2 separate regions of the Mus musculus genome follow, and region 2 is linked to region 1. A link is a contact called in public HiChIP or PLAC-seq data. All regions are on one chromosome and are shown on one strand. The core of a region is the stretch at or near the end of the contact, and the rest is flanking DNA. Distances in the headings are between cores, read along the strand shown.

Region 1 (2,637 bases), core at 66-2,565:
TTCACCCTCTGTTTCAGCTTCCCCCAGGACACCTGGCTAACATACTCCCTCCATCTGTCGGCCTTGGATGGCTGGGGCCCCAGGTTGTTCTCAAACATGGGCACTGGAAGATTGACTCGGCGTCGTGGAGGAGGCGCGCTGGGCTTCTCCCCACGGCGGAGGAAGGCCTCCACCAGCTCCTGATCATCCTCACTCTCCACATCGCTGCCCAGGAATTTGCTGCCCAAGTAACTGACCGGCATTTTGCGCACCTTCCTGGTCCTCCCGGAGGAGCTCCTGTTGCCTTTGACTTTGGAGGTATCGAAGTCACTCAACTCACTGTCGCTGCCATTGCTGCTGTCATAGGTACCTACAACCAGCCGAAGTGGAGGAGTGACCATCTGCGGGACTCTCCTCACTCTCAGCTCCTTGGTTCTTTTGCGGGGTTGGGGTGGGTGTGGAGTGCTCTTTTCGATGATACGGGCCACATCTTCCAGGGTGCGGCCCTCCTCCTGCAAAAACTGGATTAGCCGCTCCCGAAACTCAGCTTCCTTCGTTGCAGGCTTGGAGATGACTCTCCACACGCCCCCAGCCAGGCGGACCTCCCGGGGGATGAGCAGATAGTCAACATCCTCCCCAATCTGCAGCATCCCCACCGTGGAGTCCTCTTCTTTGCGGAACACCTTTCCGATTTTCTTAAAGGTGCCCACAGGCCTTAAGGCCTCCACTAACACGTCCAGATCGACATCTTTGCAGACGTCGGGGACACTCCAGAGGATCAGGCAATCGGGAGACGGAAGGAAGCCCCAGGGGAACCATCCCCCTACGTGGCTTTTTTCGAGAGTCTTTAAGATCTCCAGCGTGGACGCTCGAGTGGGGGCAAAAAGCCCAGACACTTGGCTGCTAGTCTTGGGGAGGGGGCGGTGGACAGTCCTAGCAACTCTGCTCGCACAGAGTGTCTCCTCCCTACAATTTTCTCTTCAGGAAACAAGTCCAAGTTGGCTTCCCCAACCCCCTCGGAGTTGTAGCAAGCAGTTTTCCAGGATGCTTACATGAACTGAAGCACGCTCATTCCCGAGGCTCAAAGTTCAGTCCAAACTGGAATCGCCAGTGTCCCGGCTCCAAGTTGGGGTCCCACGAGCTCCGATCGCTTCTCCCTTGCCCCAGACACCAGGATATAGCTGAAAGTTCTTGGGAGGACTCTGCAGACAAAGACGGCTCAGCGTGGCCTTTCAATATGGCGAGGTGCTTAAAGGCCTCCGCCCAGCCCCGAGGAGGGTCTCCCGCCCCCAGGCAGTCTGCCACCCGCTCCAAACTGACCTTGCGCTCAGTCTGTGGTGGAGCTGAGAGCCGCAGGAAGTTTCTGGGCGCCCTCCCCTCCTGGGTGAGGCCCACCTTCTCCTTCTCATCTTACACTCTAAGCCTGGGAAGACTGGCAGCGGGGCTGTCCACTCCCCTTCAGGGCAGCCTCCCTCTCCTCCCCCACAGAGGTGTGGCTGCCCCCCAGAGCCTCAATGGGGCCAGGGCTTCCCTTAGCTGCAGCCAAAACCCACGTCATCATCCTTCCCAAAAGGCAACGGGTCCCCCAACCTGCCATCCTAGACGTGCAAGCCCAAAAGGTGCGAGTGCTGATGGCTCAAATCCTTTGAAGGCTATTGCAATTATGAACGTGCGTTTAAAATTAAGGGGATGGGACTAGAGGTGGCTCAATGGTTAGGAGCATGGGCTACCTTTATGTAAGACCTGGGTTTGACTCCCAGAACCAATACGATGGCTCAAAACCCTGTTTATTTCCAGTTCCAGGGGATCCAATACCCTCTTCTGATCTCTGTGAGCACTGCATATACGTGGTACACACACACACACACACACACACACACACACACACACACACACACACACAGAGAGAGAGAGAGAGAAGACATTCATGCACACAAAAAGGGGCACACAAGATAACCCAATGGGTAAAAACATTTCCCCAAAGCCTGAATTCAATCCCAGAACCCACATAAAACCAATTCTACAAAGTTATTGTTCAATCTCCACATGTGCACCCCTATACACAGATTGTACATATATTAATTCACACACGATAAACACGGGTTTTGTTTGTTTGTTTGTTTGTTTGTTTGTTTTTCGAGACAGGGTTTCTCTGTGTAGCCTTGGCTGTCCTAGAACTCACTTTGTAGACCAGGCTGGCCTCGAACTCAGAGATCCACCTGCCTCTGCCTCCCAAGTGCTGGGATTAAAGGCGTGCGCCACCATGCCCAGCCCGATAAACACGTTTTTAAAGTAAAATATTTTCTTGGAGTTGGAGAAATGGCTCCATGGTTAAAAGCACAGGCTGCTCTTTCAGAGGACCTGGGTTCAATTCCCAGCACCCACATAATGCTCATAAATGTCTGTAACCCCACCTCTAGGGGATTTAACACCCCCCCCCCACTGATATACATCAAAACACCAAAGCACATAAAATAAATATATTTTTTAAATAAAAAATTTTCTTAAAAATAAAAAAACCTTTAAGATCACAGAGATGTTGTACCCTCAGTTCTTAGTTTATGTATCCCACGTGGCCTCAAACTTTCAGGGATCCTCCTGCCTCAGCCTCTGTCTACTAGGCTTTACGTAGGCCACTATTATCAGGCTTAAGCAACA
Region 2 (2,637 bases), core at 51-2,550, 34 kb before region 1:
TTGTCTCACGAGGGAGCTGGGGAGCCATGGAAGGCTGCGGCGGGTGCCAGTTTTACAGTATTCCAGCAAGATGCCTCTGACTGCCATATGGAAGGTAAACTGGAGGAGGGAGGATGAACGCAAGCATCAGAGGAGGCTGAAGCTCTGATCCAGGCACAGGAAATGCAAGCAGCAACAGTGTCATTTAAAAGATCCCTTTGGGGCTGGGGTGTTGTGGCACACGCCTTTAATCCCAGCACTTGGGAGGCAGAGTTAGGCGAATTTCTGAGTTCAAGGCCAGCCTGGTCTACAGAGTGAGTTCCAGGACAGCCAGGGCTACACAGAGAAACCCTGTCTCGGAAGAAAAAAAAAAATCCCTTTGGTGTGGTTGTTTGTATTCGGAACAGCGTCTCAGGTATCCCAGGCTGGCCTTGAACCTGAAATTCTGATACTGTTGCCTCCACCTATCAAGCCTTCAAATTACTGAGGTGCACCTTTCAGCCTGATTTATATAGTGCTGGAATTGGAACTCAAGCCTGGAGCACTCTAGACAAGTACTCTACCAACTGAGCTACATCCATGACCCTTTAAAAGGTTTTTTCTAGGACTTGACATGATGATGCAAAGCTTTAATCCCAACACTTGGGAGGTACAGGCAGCTGGGTCTTTGAATTCAAGGCCAGCCTGGTTTATATAGCAAGTTCCAGGCTAGCCAGGGTTGCATAATTAAATCCTATCTCAAAATAAAAAAATAAAATAAATTAATAAGGATGCTGTTGGGCTCGGAACAAACATGGTACAATTGAGACTTGTCAAGACTTGAAGATCGGGATGCCTTGTTAATAATTCAAAAAGAGCCTTGATTTGCAACGTTCAAGTTTTATTTTGTTTGCTTGAGAAACTACCCATTTTCCAAAAGGGTTACTGAGGAGACAAGAGATAAACTTGTTCAAGGTCACACGAGTAATTGGCAGCACCCAGCTCCAGAGCAAACTCCGGGTTGGGCAGGGTGCTGGTTTGAAAGCAGCCCCACCCGCCGGAGGCAACGCAACCCAATCACCAACCCTAAAGGAAGCCGGGATCTCCAAGAAACTTTTGCAGCCTCGCAACTTTGGGAGTAGGCGCCCTCCCGGCCTGCCCCCATCCACAAGGCCCCTTCTCTCCTTTCTGATTGGCTACTTCTACAAGTACAAGTACGGTCTGGATACCCTCTGGTCACCTTGTCCTCCCGGCGCTCTGGGGGCGGGGGCGGGGGGGGGGGGAAGTTGGGGGGGACGCCGCGCAGGCGCGTCAGGAGTGCCTTTGGGGCCCGCGCTTTACGACACTTGTGCGGCAGCGGCGGCGGTCACTCGGCACTCCTTCGCGACGGTTCGGCCTGGTGCCGCGAGCGGCCGTTGCCAGGGTGGGGGTCGCTTTGCGGCATGGCGATGGCGGAGGGCGAGCGGACTGAGTGTGCTGAGACCCCCCGGGACGAACCCCCGGCCGATGGCACTCTGAAGCGGGCAGAGGAGCTCAAGACACAGGCCAACGACTACTTCAAAGGTGCGCCCGGCCCGGACGGGGTGAGGGAGGGTGGACAGCGGCCCAGGCTGTGGGGGTGCCAGGCCCGGCGGGGAACCATGGCAACGCGGAGCGGCAGCCTGGGCGCCGGGCAAGCACTACAGAGTAGCCAGGCGCGAGGAGGAGGCTCAGGCTGGACGACAGACTGGGGAGAGCTGCTGAGAAGTGGATACCAAGCAGAAGCCACTCACTGGGGAGACTGAGGCAGGCGCTGCTACACGATAGGGGAAAAGCAGGGGGCCGACATGTGAGTGCTACCAAATGTGAGACCTGGACAGAGGTGCTAAATGGTGGTCAGACCTGAAGAGGGCGCTACCAAATAGTGACATGTGTTTAGGGCAGTGATGGCGCTGCCGAGTGGGGAGGCCTGAGATGAGTATGACCGAGAAGAGAAGGCCCAATAGAGAAGGGAATTATGGGGATGGAGGTAGATAATTATATTGGAAGGCGATTTGGGGTGATCCAAGGAAACGAGTAGGGTGGAGAGGTGGAGCAGGAACGAATAGGGTGATCTTGGGCTAAGAGTGCCATGTGGGAGGACATGTCTCCGTTCATTCATTCTTTCAGTACACTTGTATTAAATAAGTGTCATGTGCTACACGGCCTGTGCTTGGCTCTGAGGCTGCAGCGATGAATGCAACACATGACTCGGATTTAAGCAGAACCAATCATTGCAAACTTGTGATGATCACTTTGGGTCAAGGTGACAACACAGGAAATACAGCTTAGAGTCTGCTTTCGATGGTGAGGTCGGGAGTGCCTGGAGAAAGAGGCTTTTTGAGGCGAATTGACAAGGAGTTTTACACGTGGGTCCTGACCACTGAGTTTGTGTGAAGACCCTGGGGTGGAGAGTGATTGAAAACAGACTGGCTTGGCTGGAGTTTGAGGAAACTGGGGGTACGAGGGGAAGACTGATACAAGAGAAGATTAAGATAAGGGGACAGAGCATGCAAAATCTGAATTCGTCACAAAGATGAGTTTTGGGTTTCCTTCGCTGTCCGAAAAGGGACATTGAGTGGGTAGATGGGACCAGTCTGGACTGGAGAAAATTTTGAGTGTAACCAGCCTATGGTTGGAGGTGCCCTGGGAATGGATGAA

The links. HiChIP or PLAC-seq counts read pairs in DNA pulled down with a chosen protein or histone mark.
Region 2: an H3K27ac HiChIP or PLAC-seq map of embryonic stem cells shows a contact between it and region 1, with 9 read pairs. The contact joins the promoter of Ppp5c here to the promoter of Ccdc8 in region 1. A contact is called at or near these places in 2 of 39 promoter capture datasets (embryonic stem cells and macrophages), 2 of 15 datasets of contacts at CTCF or cohesin (CD8 T cells and the G1E-ER4 cell line), 18 of 484 Hi-C or Micro-C datasets (CD4 T cells, the HL-1 cell line, LSK cells and 10 more), 10 of 115 datasets of contacts at active chromatin or transcription factors (CD8 T cells, the HPC-7 cell line, the SCID.adh cell line and 3 more) and 3 of 9 other capture datasets (adipose tissue, liver and pancreatic islet).

Annotation. Positions count from the first base shown.
Region 1 is chr7:16,992,580-16,995,216 of GRCm38.p6, reverse strand. Ccdc8 (coiled-coil domain containing 8) reads right to left here and starts at 1,315. Exons shown (of 1, transcript NM_001101535.2): 1 at 1-1,315. The coding sequence starts at 629.
Region 2 is chr7:17,026,577-17,029,213 of GRCm38.p6, reverse strand. It overlaps Ppp5c (protein phosphatase 5, catalytic subunit), which reads left to right and starts at 1,300. Exons shown (of 13, transcript NM_011155.2): 1 at 1,300-1,521. The coding sequence starts at 1,401.